2 separate regions of the Anser cygnoides genome follow, and region 1 is linked to region 2. A link is a contact called in public Hi-C data. All regions are on one chromosome and are shown on one strand. Each heading gives the region's core, a stretch centred on a gene start, on an enhancer-like site or on the middle of the called end of the contact. The rest is flanking DNA. Distances are from core to core; before and after follow the strand shown. Region 1 holds the start of LOC106049825 (inhibin beta C chain-like). Region 2 holds the start of RAB5B (RAB5B, member RAS oncogene family).

What was found. A called contact is a pair of places that touch in the nucleus more often than the background predicts.
Region 1: a Hi-C map of liver shows a contact between it and region 2, with 2.3 times the contacts expected there. The contact joins the promoter of LOC106049825 here to the promoter of RAB5B in region 2. A contact is called at or near these places in 2 of 7 Hi-C or Micro-C datasets (both in liver).

What each region holds. Positions count from the first base shown.
Region 1 is chr32:3,466,507-3,472,847 of Taihu_goose_T2T_genome, reverse strand. It overlaps LOC106049825 (inhibin beta C chain-like), which reads right to left and starts at 2,922. Exons shown (of 2, transcript XM_013202247.3): 1 at 1,968-2,922; 2 at 1-528. The coding sequence starts at 2,907. It overlaps R3HDM2 (R3H domain containing 2), which reads left to right and starts at 3,646. Exons shown (of 24, transcript XM_066985446.1): 1 at 3,646-3,802.
Region 2 is chr32:2,970,957-2,977,594 of Taihu_goose_T2T_genome, reverse strand. It overlaps RAB5B (RAB5B, member RAS oncogene family), which reads right to left and starts at 2,134. Exons shown (of 6, transcript XM_066985549.1): 1 at 2,015-2,134; 2 at 136-406. The coding sequence starts at 298. It overlaps CDK2 (cyclin dependent kinase 2), which reads right to left. Exons shown (of 7, transcript XM_066985540.1): 1 at 6,593-6,638; 2 at 6,439-6,516; 3 at 5,711-5,828; 4 at 5,458-5,628; 5 at 5,260-5,361; 6 at 4,131-4,334; 7 at 3,401-4,022. The coding sequence ends at 3,918.

The sequences.
Region 1 (6,341 bases), core at 1,673-4,172, 490 kb before region 2:
AGAGCCCCGCGCAGTAGTTCATGTGATATCCCTCTGGCTGGATGATCCAGTCCTCCCAGCCGATCTCCTTGAAGTCCACGAAGAATTCCTTGCGGCAGCACATCCGCGAGTCCCCGCTACAGTCAATGCCGCGCCGCTGGACCCGATGGGGCGTCCTGTCCCGGGCCTGGGCTGCCACAAACGGCCAGTGGGAATCGCTGTGGCCAGCCAGAAGGGGAGGCCCGGAGTCCTCAACCATTTCCAGCTCCACGGTCAGCCTCTGGCTCCCTTGGCTGAAGAGGCTCTGGACAGCTCGGCCCACATCCAGCGTGGCCCAGCCAGCCCTCTGCACCTCCAGCCACGTCTTGCTGACCGTCGTCGTGTTCAGCCCCGTCAGGTCTGGCTGCAAAAGCTTCACCGTGACCTGGTGTGTCCCGGGGCCAGGGGATGCCCAGAACAGGTAGAGGTTGGCTTGCAGGATCTCGGTGCTCCCACCGAGCTCCGGGGCGAAGTGGAAATGCAGGAGGGTTCTGCGGGAAGTAGAGGACCCTGTGCGCAGGACCAAAAGCAGAGTCAGGAGGTGACGGGGAGGAGGGCCTCCCAGCCTGGGAGCACCAAGGCAGAGCAGACGGGAGGCACGTCTAAACCAGGGAGCAGCAAGCAGGACACGCGGGTGTCAAGGGGCCCCCGCTTTCCAGCACGCTTTGCTTCTCCTGCTGCTGCTGCTCTGAAGTAGCAGCATCTGGGCCTGGCGCTTAATGCAGCAACCCGGCCTGGCTCCACCTTCTCTGCCCTGAGATCCCCCTTGTCAGGGAAGCTGCTGAGGGTTTTGGAGAAGGTTATCTGGCTGTGTAAACCAGCCCCGGATTTAAGGCGGTCATGCCGACTCGGGCCACCGGCACCACCTCTACTTTCCATGGCTGGAACCACCGCCCGCTCCTGCACGTCCCACTCAGCAGCAGCAGCATTTTGGGGCTGCCGGGCTTCCCCACAAAGGAGGGGGAGCGACGAATGCCCTCCTCTGCGGTCTGGCACAGCACAGCAGGGCAAGAGGTTGGACCCAGGCCCGTGGCTCATGCCTGCTCCCTCGTTTCCAGCAGATGTTCTGCTGAGCTGGGAGACATCTCCGCATTGCCCTCACGTGCAGGAACACAATGTGCCATGGAGGAGCATTGTTCCCAGGGGTCTTCAAGCAAGCCCCCAAGATCCCACAGCAGCCATGAAAACACACAGAGGCCTGCAAGGGGTGCATGCTCCCCCCAGCACCTCACCGAGCAGCAGCTTGGTCTGGGCAGCTCGGGAGGATGCTCTGCGGGGTGCGGGGCCTATTCTGCCTCTTTCCAAAGGCTGCATTTGCCTGGGAGTGGGGGTACAGGACCCCGCTTTTCCAGTGATGCCTGTAAAGGACCCCCGAGCGTGTTTTGTGGAGCTCTCTCTACCCAGGGAGGCAGCTGATTCCGGAGCGCCACGCGGCAGCCCACCACTTCGGGTAGCAAGAACACCGGGGGGAGCAGACGGGCTTTGGAGTTGACTCCCCAGATGAGGAGCTGCTGGGGAACCGGGGCCCGAAATCACGCTTTGGTTGACCTGGCCGCCTGACCCACCCACCTCCAGCACAAGCAGGGAAGGTCCGACAGAAACGGACAACGACTTAACGAGACCCCGCAGCCTGTCCTTGCTCCCACCCATCCCCTTGCCCCCACAAAACGCTGAGAGGAGCCTCGGGGTCTCCACGGTGCTTCCCCTCCCCGTGGTGAGGGGTGAGCTGCTCGGGGCAAGCTCAGGACGTGGGTGCAAAGGTTCTGGCCACGGAGCATCTCGGTGCCGGCCCGTTAGTGCCTGCAGGCGCTCAGCGCCCCTGCGCGGGGCTCTCAAGGTACCCGTGCCCAGGAGGAAACCTCTCAGCGCCTTCCCCGCATCCCACCATGCCCCCCACCCGTGGGGTCCCGTCCCACCACGCCCACAGGGCCCGGGGGTTCTGCACACACCTGACTCGGCAAAGCTCAGGATCTCGTAGTGCTGCACGCCCGGCACAGGGCGTGGGTAAGGGCCGCCGCTGGCACGGAGCACCCCTGGGGCGACGGGCGCGTCGGCGCGCTGCACCCGCATCCTGCGGAGAGCGGTCAGCAGGGCGCCCCGGGACGTGGGCTGGGTGATGTTGGGCCTGTCCGGCAAGCGGAGCTTGGAGAGGATGCTCTGCTTCGCCAGCGCGATGAGGATGTCCCGCTGCGTGGCAGGGGCCAGGGCCGCCAGCCCACAGGCTGGGCACCACACGCCCTTGGCAGCTGCCATCCTCAGAAGGCTCAGGAGCAGGAAAGCCACCGCGGCCGTCATCCCCGGTGCCGGCAGCTGACAGTTCGGGGGTCCCAGCACACCGGGTTCCTTGAGCCGTCCCGATAAGCCCAAGTCAAACTGGGACAGCAGAGCCGGGGCCGGGAGAGCGGAGGTAGGGCAGTGGTGCTGGACCCGGCAGGAAGGGCTTGTTTTCCCGATGTGACCACAAATATTGGCTGATCCCGGGCGAGATAAACGCCCCTGTGATCCCACAGGAGCCTTTCCTGGGCACGGGGCAGCCGCGGGTGCTGCTCTCCCCGGGGTTAAGGTGGACCCGAGCGGTGGGTGCTCGGCCCGTGCACCCGGGGCGCCAGCGCCCGCTCGGAGCTGGGGTTTGGGGCTGTGAATGGGGGGCACCAGGCCAGGCCCGTGACGGTGCCCTGGGGTACTGCTGGGGGGGGGTCCCCAAGCTGTGGCAGCCCACCCGTGAGTGGGGGTCTCCACGTGTGCTGAGGGGAGACGGGGGGGGTCCCTGTGGTGTGGGGCTGCTGGGCAGCTGGGGGGGGGCGTCTCTGGGCACACAGGGGGGCCCTCACCAGGCAGCGGGGCGCTGCTCACGGAATCCAGGGGAGATCCTGGGCAGCCAGGGGGCATCCCTGGACAGCGGGGGGAGAGGCTCTGGGCAGTCGGGGGGGGGGTCTTGGGCAGCTGGGGGGGGTTGTGGGCAGCTGGGGGGACCCTGAGCAGTGGGGGGGGGCTCACTGGGCAGCCAGGGGGGGCTCTGGGCAGACGAGGGGGACTCCTGGGCAGCTGAAGGGGGGCCTGGGCACCTGGGGGGGTCCTGGGCAGCCAGGGGGGCTCTGGGCAGCTGGGGGGGGGGTCCTGGGCAGCCGGGGGGGCTCTGGGCAGCTGGGGGGGGGGGTCCTGGGCAGCCGGGGGGGCTCTGGGCAGACGGGGGGGGGGGGTCACTGGGCAGCCGGGGGGGCTCTGGGCAGCTGGGGGGGGCCTTCACTGGGCAGCGCGGAGACCCCCGGATAGACCGGGGGGGGGGGGGGGGGGGGGGGGGCCGCCCCCCCCCAGCCAGGAGGGGCGGGGCCACCGGGCGCGAGGGGGCGGGGCCGTCAGGGCAGCCCCGCCCCCGCTCCTGGCCCCGCCCCCTCCGCTGGGGCCCCGCCCCCTCCAGGCCTCCCCCGCACCAGGGGGCGCCACCGCCCCGGTTGCCATGACAACGGCGGCCCGGCGGGAGCGCCGCGGTGACGCGGCACGCACGGGGCCGTGACGCGGCGCGTAAGGGGCCCGCCCTCCGTCCCCTCCCCTCCCCTCCCCTCCCCGCCCCGCCCCTCCGCCCGCCCCTCCCCCTCCCTTCCCGTTCCGGTCCCGCCCCGCCTCCCCCGCGCCGCTCGCCCCGCTCCCCCCTCCCGCTCCGCCGCCCCGCCCGGGCGGCCCGCGCTGGCCCAGGCCCGGCCCCGGGGTGGCGGCGGCGGCGGCAGCAGCCCCGGCCCCGGCCCCGGCCCCGGCCCCGGCCCGGCGCAGGGCCCGGCCCGGCCCGGTGAGTGCGGGGGGACGGGGGAGACGGGAGGCCGGGAGCGGGAGCGAGACCGGGGCGTGGGGCTGGGAGCGGGGCGAGACAGGGAGCGGGGCCGGGACCGGGATCGGAGCCGTCGGGGCGTTGGGCCGGTCCCCCTCTCGCTGCCCCCGGGACCGGCCCGGCCGCGGGTCTCCAGCCTCCAGGGCGAGCCCCGGCGGCGCCCTCCCGTTCCCCGCCGGGTCCCCGCCACCGGGAGCAGCCGGCGGAGCACCGGCAGCGCGGTTCCGCCCGGCCCGGGGCCGCGGCGGCTCCCGGTGGAGGCGGAGCAGCAACAGGTGAGCGGGGCCCGGCGCCGCCATGGCCGCGGGCCGCCCGGTTCGGTGGCCCGGGAGCACGGGGAGGGGATCCCGGCCCGCGGCGGCGGAGCCTTCGCCTCGAAACCCGGCCCTGGAGCGTTAACGGCCCCCTGCCGGTAGGGAGCGGGGAGCCGCTGGGGTGCTGGGGGGCTCCGCGGGGGGTGCGCTGGGGGTTACCCGGGGGGTGGTGCGGTGGCTCCACGGCCTCTGTCGCGTGGCGGGGGTAAACCCTCGCCGTGCGTTGTGCCGGGAGGCGCCGGGGTTCGGTTCTTCCGAAAACCCCCGGGCGTCGGGGTTGCCGCCGGCTCCTGCCGGGGCGGCGTTCCGGCCGCGGGTCTCCCAGGTAAGCGGGTGCTGCGCCCAGCGGGCCCCTTCGTCCCCCTGAAACGGGCTCGGAGGTGGCCCCCGTGAGCTCCTCGCGTGGTGTGGAAGTGGATGTAACGGGGGGGGGGGGGGGCTGCTACCTCTCTTCTGTCCCCCATTTTGTGAACCGCTTTTTCATCCCTTTCCTTACGTCCTTTAGTTCCTTGCGTTCTGTATTACATCTTTCATGGATAGCGACCTTTTCCAGTTATTGTTCCTTCTGGCCTCTTTCTGTTTAAGAAGCTGAGCCTGGGTCTCTGCTGCTGCACTGGTCTCTGGTCCTATAAGGGGCTTGATAACTTCTCTTTCAGAAGCCACAAGAAGGGTGTGTGCCTTTCAGAAGAGAATCCAACCTGTGCCAACACCTGGTCGATAGGCAAGGCTCTAGCCAGTTGATGCCTGGTTTATTGAGGGAGGTCTGCAAACCCTAATGGGTTTCTGCTGTCACTTTTGTTATGGATCGCTCTGTTAGTGATCAGCTGTTAGGCTGCAGAGACTCTGAACTGGCCTGAGCTCAACTGTGTCTGCCCTGCCTGCTGTCTGTATACTTTTCTGTCTTTTATGAGGCTTCAGTGCTGTCAAAAGAGGTCTGGGGGGGGGGAAAAAAGGCATATTTCTAATCATTTATGCTGATAACTCAAGTAGGTGTGCCTTAGTAGTGGGGTTTGTAAGGGAATGAGCTTCAGTGTCAGGAGCACCAAGCCAGCCTCTGGCAGAAGCTGCTTAAGTGCAGAGCTTCCAACTCTCCAGGATAAGGCTTTATTTTTCCTGGACCTCAAGGATGCCACTGGAATTGTGAATAGAAAGAAACCCTGAGTTTATTATTGCTTCTGCTGCTTTTGCAGCCTCTGTTTGTTCAAAGTGATCCATCAGAATCTGAACCACAGCTGAAGAGGATTCAGATGTGACGGGAGCTGGAAACACAAAGCTAGCCTTAGTCCTGCCCGTGTTGCTGAGTAGATGCAGATTACTGTCTGTCTTCGGTTGTGGAGCAAAGTCAAAGTTTAAAAAGCGGAAGAAGAGTACTGAAAAGAAGTGCTGGTAAAGGAAGATAACCTGCTTGGGGAGCTGGAAACATTGCCAGGCTTTGGTGTCTGTTTATCACCAAACAAAGGATAGGCTGAAGAATTATATCCTAACGGTAGCAAAAGGGAGGGAAACCCTTTGGCAGAGTTTTGTGGCTGCTGCTTCAAAACCTGGGGAATAGCAGCAGCAGAGCTGCCCTTACCTGCCAGCCGTGCTGGGGACACTGGCTGGTGTTAAAAGGAAAATACTCGAGAGGAGAGCGGGACGTAGTCCACAGATATCCCATATCACTGCCATGTACAAGAATTGTTTTCTTCCATCTGCATGAGGAGCAATGGAAGTGTGTTGTAGGACCTCATCTGCTCGTCAAAAGCAAACGCCTGCCCACGTACAGAGCAAAATGCTGCGCCCTTGCTGGTTCCAAGTCTTTGTCTTGGTGTTCCTTTTCCCGCTGACAGCATGCAAAGAAACTCCATGTGTGGCTGGTCTCAGTTTGGTTTTCTCTCACTGGTACTTGCTGAGAATCTCGCCTCACCTCTTGCTTCGACCTGTTCTCCATCTCCCTTTGAGACCTGGGGGTCTGGTTCCCTGTAGTAACTTCGGGTAGTTCCGATTCCTTTTGCTCTGTTTTTCTGTCCTGTTTGACACCTGTAGGCTACTAAGGCTGACTGGCGTAACCTCCGTGTCCTTCTCCTTGAATTCACGCTAGAAATTCTCCGTTCAATCGTACCAAGGATACTTGCAGTAATCTTCCTTCCTTACTGAATGACAATTCAGTAGTTTGCAGTTGGCTTGCTGAATTTTTTCCCCAACAG
Region 2 (6,638 bases), core at 885-3,384:
GCCCGCGTCGGAAGGAAATAAAACTGGCGCGAGGCAAAACGCGCGCAGACGGCGGCTGCGGGAGCCCGCGAGGCCCCAGCGCTTGGCTCCCGGGCACCGCAGCGCCCCGCGGGCAGGCGCCGCCGGCCGACTCACCCCCGATGGTGCTCTCCTGGTACTCGTGGAACTGCCCCTTGACGAAGCGCAGCACCAGGCTGGATTTCCCCACCGCCGACTCACCCAGCAGCACCAGCTTGAACTGACAGATTTTGCTAGCTTGGGCCTGCCCATTCGGCCTGGCAGCTCCTCTGCTGGTCATGGCCGGGCTGCTGCTGCTGCTGCTGCTGCGCCGCGCGCCCTGCGAAGCGGGAAGGCAGCGACGCCGCGGCACGGAGCGGGGCGCTGGCGTCCGATCTGCTGGGCAGTGCTGGAAGGGGAACGGAGCGGGGCAGAGCAGTCAGCACGGCGCGGACGCGCCGCACCCCACGAGGCGCAGCTCCCGCGGCCAACGCAGGCTCGGCGCGGGCCGCGCTCCTGGCAGCCCCCTTCTCACATCAGGGGGGGTCCCGGGAGCCCCCCCCCCCCCCAGCTCCTCGGGGCAGCCCCGCATGGGGGGGGGGGGAGGCGGGGCTGCTCCCTCCGGCTGCGGCGCGCAGATTCCTCGGCTGCTTCGCCTCCCTCCCCGCCCCGAGGAGGGGCTGCAGACAAACTCCCGGCCCGGCCTCCAAGTTCCTCAGCCCGGTTTGGGTTTTTTTTTGTTGTTGTTGTTTTTGTTGTTTTTTTTTTTATATATCCCTCCCGTTTATCTGCCCGTTTCCCCCCGGTGCCAGCGGGTCCCCGGCGCATCCCACCCGGTGGACACCGAGGGGTCGCTACGCGGGGAGCACCACAGCGCGCGGGCCTGGAGGGAGCCGGATTTGGGGTTTCTTTAGGGCCAATCTTATCCCCCCCCTCCCCCCGTTTCATTCCCCCTCGTAGAGCTCCGGTCCCCCGGCACAGATTTACCAGCGCAGCGGCCGAGCTGCGGGCAGGACGGGGACGGCGCGGAGCCGACACCGGGCACGCCACCGGCCGCCAGCTCCCCTCCAGTTCCCCTTCCCCACCGGTGCTGGCGGGGCCCGGAGTGCACGCTCCCACCCGTAGCGCCCCGGGGCCCTCCCGCAGCCCCCAGCACCCCCCGGGTTCAGCACCCGCCGCTCGGCTCCCGGGACCGGCACCGGCACCGGCCGAGGGGGACCCACGGAGCAAGGCCCCGCGCCCACCGGGGGGTACCCATGGGTGCCGCAGCGGCGCTCGAGCGGCGGCGCTTCCCGGGGCCGAGCTCCGCCGGCGGGGGGCTGAGAGCCACCGGGCCCCGAGAGCCACCGGGCCCCAAGGCCGAGCCCCCGGAGGGCCCCGGGGTTGCGCCAGCCCCGCGGGGTAACGGCTTTCCGGTGCCACCCGGCTTCGCTGCGGCCCAACCGCGGGCCCGGAGGAGGCTCGGGGGGGAGGAGCGGGACGTGCGGCTCGCCCCCCCCCCCCCCCGGTACACCGGGCCCGGTTACCGCCGGTAACCCCCAGCCGCGTACCGGGGGCACCGGGGGGCACGGCCCCGTGGCGGAGCAGCGCGCGGGGGCCCCCGGGACATCCCCGGCAGCCCGGGGGGCGCACGGAGGCCCCGGTACCGAGCGCCGAGCCGGGGCAGCGCCGCCCGCCCGCCCCCACCGGAGCCCCCGCCGGGGCGCCCCCCCCCCCCCCCCAGTACCGGCCCCGGTGGCTCAGGGGGGACCCGCTGGGGACCGGCAGCGCTCCACCCCCCCCCCGCCCCGGTGCCGCCCCGGTACCGCCCGGGCACAGCCGGGCCCCGGAGCCCCCCGGGGCCGGGCAAGGAGCGGCGGCACCGGGAGGGCCCCGGGGGTCCCCGCCCCGGCCCGGCGGCGGCCGCGGCCTCACAGGGAGGGGCCCGGAGTCAGCCCCAGGCCCCGGTTCTCCGGTCCCGGTTCTCCGGTTCCGGTTCCCGGTTCCGGTCGCGGCCCCGGCCCGGCCCCCCCGGTACCTGCGGCGGCCCCGGCTCCCGTCGCGGCCCGAGCACACAAACAGCGCCTGGGCCCCGCCCTCCCCGCCCGGGCGGGATCGCGGCCCGGCTCCGCCAATCGGCGCCGCGCGGCGGGGCGGAGGGCCCGCCTCTTCCTCCCGGCTCGGCCAATCGGGGCGGAGGACGGCGCGTCAGCGCCCCCGCCCCGCGCAGCGCAGCCAATGGGGCCCTGCGGGGAGCGGGGGTCACGTGGGGGCCTGCGGGGACCCCCGGGGGTCGTGTGGGGGGCCTATAGGGGCGTGTATGGACCCCATAGACCTGTGTGGGCCCTGTAGGGACCTACCTGGGGGGACATATGGGCCCTATGCGGACCTGGGGATCTGTATGGGCCCTATAGGGACCTGGGGCCGCCTATAGGGCCTATAGGGACCAGTATGGACTCTGTAGGGACCCACCTAGGGGGACGTATGGGTCCTATAGGGACCTGGGGCCGTGTATGGGCCCTATACGGACCTTAGGGTTGTGTATGGGGCCTATAGGGACTGGTGTGGGCCCCGTATGGACCTATGTGGGGGGACATATGGGCCCTATACGGACCTAGGGATGTGTATGGGCCCTATAGGGACCTGGGGTCACCTATGGGGCCTGTAGGGACCGATGTGGGCCCTGCAGAGACCTACCTGGGGGGACATATGGGCCCTATGGAGACCTGGGGTCACATATGGGGCCTATAGGGACCAGTATGGGCCCTGTAGGAACCTACCTGGGGGGATGTATGAACCCTATAGCGACCTGGGGATGTGTTTGGGCCCTATAGCGACTCGGGGGACACACAGAACCTATGGAGACAAGGCACATATAGGCCCTATAGGGACTATGGTGAACATATGGAACCTATAGGGACTGAGTGTCATGTATGGGCCCTCTAGGGACTCTGGGGGATGTATGGTCCCTCTGAATGCACACTTGAGCCCTACAGGGACCACGGGAACATGTGTACGGACCCTATAAGGACCTGGGTGCACGTAAAGGCCCTACAGGGACCATGAGGGACATACAGGCCCTATACGGACCTGGGGGGCACGTACGGGCCCTACAGTGACTGCAGGGAGCACGTAGGCCCTATAGGGACCTGTGGGACACGTAGGGAACCTGGGGGGGGGGCACAAAGGGACTTAAAGGGACTGGGGAGCACGGACGGGACCTGTGGGGTCTGCGGGGCACGTACGGGCCTGTAGGGCCCCGCGGGAGCGGCTGGGGCCCACGGGGCACACGCGGGGTGGCCACACAGCGGCCCTATAGACACGGGGGGGCTGGGCACATACAGGGGGGGTTGGGGGGGCCCCACACTCCGGGGGTCCCCCAGCGGGGGGCAGGCGCAGACCCCCCCGAGCAGAGGCGGTGGCGCTGCACGCGGAGCTTTATCGGGTACAAAAGGCAGTGGGGACGCCCCGCGGCACGACAAAATGGGGGGGGGGGGGGGGGGGGGGGGCACGCAACGCAGGGGGTGTCCCCCCCCCCCAACACCGCGCTGCGGGAACAGGAGGAGGAGGAGGAGGAGGAGGATGAAGGCGCTGGGCCCCCCCCGGCAGGGCCGTAAGTGCCGAGACCAGGGTGAGGGGGGGCCGCTGGGGGGGGGGGGGGGGGGCTCCTGTCCCTGGCTGGGGGGGGCGGCTCCTCTCCGGGGGGGGGGCTGTGTCCTTGGGGGGGGGGGCTCTGCCCCGAGCAGTCCTGGGGGGCCAGCAAGGAGCTCGGGGGGGGGGGGGGTCCCAGAGCTGGGGGGGGGAGGTGGGGAGGTCCCGGAGCCGGTGCCGTCACCTCCGCGCGTGGTGCTGCGGGCTTCTTCTTGCGGGGGGGGGGGGGGGGGGGGGGGGGGACGGACAGAGGGGCGGTCCCCTGTCCTGTGTCCCCCCCCCCCCCCCGCTCACAGGCGCAGGTTGGGGACCACCTTGGTGACGTCGTGGAAGAAGGGGTGGCGCAGCGCCGCCTTGGCCGAGATGCGCTTGTTGGGGTCGTAGTGCAGCATTTGCTGCGGGCCGGGGAAGAAAAACAGGGGGGGGGGGAGACCGGTGTGAGGCTCTCCGGCCCCCCCCAGGTGCCCCCCACCCCCCTCAGGGGCTTGGGGAGGGGGGCTCACCGCCAGCAGCTTGTGGCCGTCCTCGTCCAGCGGCGGCACCAGCTTGCCCAAATCCTGGCGCGCCCAGCGGGGGAAGGTGGGCTTGTAGTCGGGCAGCGCGGTGACGCCGGGCCAGGCGGCCTCGTCCGGCGTGCCCAGCGTGCGGAAGATGCGGAAGAGCTGGTCGATCTCCGAGTCCCCCGGGAACAGCGCGCGCCGCATCACCTGCGGGGTCCGGGGTGGGGGGGGGGGGGGGCACCGGGGTCAGCGCGGGGGTGCTCGGTGCCGGGGGAGGTCGGGTTTAGGGTGCGGGGACCCCGCGGGGCAGGGATCAAACGGCCCCGTGACCGGCCCCGTGACACGGCGCCAGGGTTGGGGGCTCACATGATGCCGGTTGGTCGTGTCCGTCCGTCCGTCCCCCCCCCGCCCCCGGCGCCCACAGAGCCCCCTTTGTGCCCCGGTGACCGCGGCGGGCGCCGGCCCCTGCGCGTGGAAATGTCGGGGGTGGGATGGGGAAACCGGGGGGGGTGCAGCGGGGTGGGAAAAGGGGGGCTGGGGGGGGGCCTGGGATAAGTCCTGGGGGTCCCTGGGGGGTCCCTTGGATATGTCCTGGGGGTCCCTGGGGGGTTCCTGGGGTGTCCCCAGGGTAGGTCCTGGGGGACCCCGGAGTAGGTCCTGGGGGACGCTGGGGTGTCCCTGTGGTGTCCCTAGGGTGGGTCCTGGGGGTCTCCAGGGTGTCCCAAGGGTGCCACCACAAAGCCCGCTGGGTGTCCCCAGGGCACGTCCGGGTTTGTCTGCAGGGCGTCCCCAGACCAGGCCATGGGTGTCCCCAGGGTGCCACCAGGGCTTGGGGGTGTCCCCAGGGTGCCACCAGGGTGCCCCTTTGGTGTCCTCGGGGGGCATCCTGGGTGTCCCTGGGCTGTCACCAGTGCCTGGGGTGTCCCCAGGGTGCCACCACGGTGTCCCCTTGGCGCCCCCAGGGCACATCCCCACTGCCCCAGGGCGCCCCCGAGGTGCCACCGGGACACGACCTCGACGTGGGGACACCCAGGGGTGGCAGCTGCCGCCACTGCGGGGGGGGGGGGTCGTGGCCCTGCTCCCCCCCCTGCCCCCCCAATCAGCCGCAGCCCCCCCAGCCCCCCACCCTCACCATCTCGGCGAAGATGCAGCCCAGGCTCCAGATGTCCACAGCGGTCGAGTAATACTTGCAGCCCAGCAGGATTTCGGGCGGCCGGTACCAGAGCGTCACCACCTGGGGTGGTAGGGGGGGGGACAGGGGGGCGCGGTGGGCATGCAGCCAAGCCCTCCCCCTCCCCTTGTGTCCCCCCCCCCAATTCCCCGCGCCCACCTCGTGCGTGTAGGTGCGCAGGGGCACCCCGAAGGCGCGGGCCAGCCCGAAGTCGGCCAGCTTGATGGCGCCGTCGGCGTTGATGAGCAGGTTCTGGGGCTTGAGGTCGCGGTGCAGCACGCGGTGCGCGTGGCAGAAGGCCAGGCCCTGCAGCAGCTGGAACAGGTAGCTCTGCGGGGGGCCGGGGGGGGGGGGTCAGCGCCTGCCCCTGACCCCCACCCCCCCACCCCGAGCCCCCCCCCACCCCGCACACCTTGATGAGGGGCAGGGCGATGCCGAGGGAGGAGTCGTCCATGAACTTCTTCAGGTCCTGGTGCAGGAACTCGAAGACCAGGTACAGCTTGTTCTCCGTGTGGATCACGTCCAGCAGCCTGGGGGGGGCGGGGGGGGGGCCTGGGCTGGCACTGCCACCCCCCCCCAACAGCCAGACCCCAGCGCCGCCCCCCCCCCCCCAGCACTGCCCCGTACAGCCTCCAGACCCTGGTACTGCCACCCCCCCCCAGACCCCCCGTCCTGTCCCCCCGCAGCCTCCAGCCCTTGGTACTTACCCCCCCCCAAATCCCAGACCCCCCCACTGCCTCCCCCCATTCCCCAGACCCCCGGTATTGCCCCCCCCATGCCCCAGACCCCCCCATTGCCCCCCCCAGCCCCCAGCCCCCCAGTACTGATCCCCCACAGCCTCCTGCCCCCCCCCTGCCCCCCCACAGCCCCCAGAACTGCCCCCCCCCGGATCCCAGACCCCCCCCCCAGCCAAGGACCCACTGGGGCACCTGCCCCCCCCCCCCCCCACACTCCACATCCCACCCCCCTCGGTACCCCCCCCCCTCAACACCACCCCCTCCCCTGGTTCCCCCCTCCCCAATACCTCCCCCCCCCACACCCCGGCGTTTCCTCCCCCCACGGTTCCTCCACCTCCCCGGTCCCCTCCCCGGTCCCGCCCCCCCCCCCCCCCCCCCCCCGGTTCCCCCCCCCCCCGCTGACTTGACGATGTTGGGGTGCTTGAGCTCCTTCAGCAGCGAGATCTCCCGGATGGCCGTGCTGGGGACGCCCTCGGTCTCCCTGCGGGGGCAGCCGGGCTGAGCCCCCCCCCCGGTGCCGGTAACCCCCCCCCCCGGTGCCGGTGCCCCCCGCTCACGTGTCCAGGCGGATCTTTTTGAGCGCCACCACCTCCCCCGTGACCT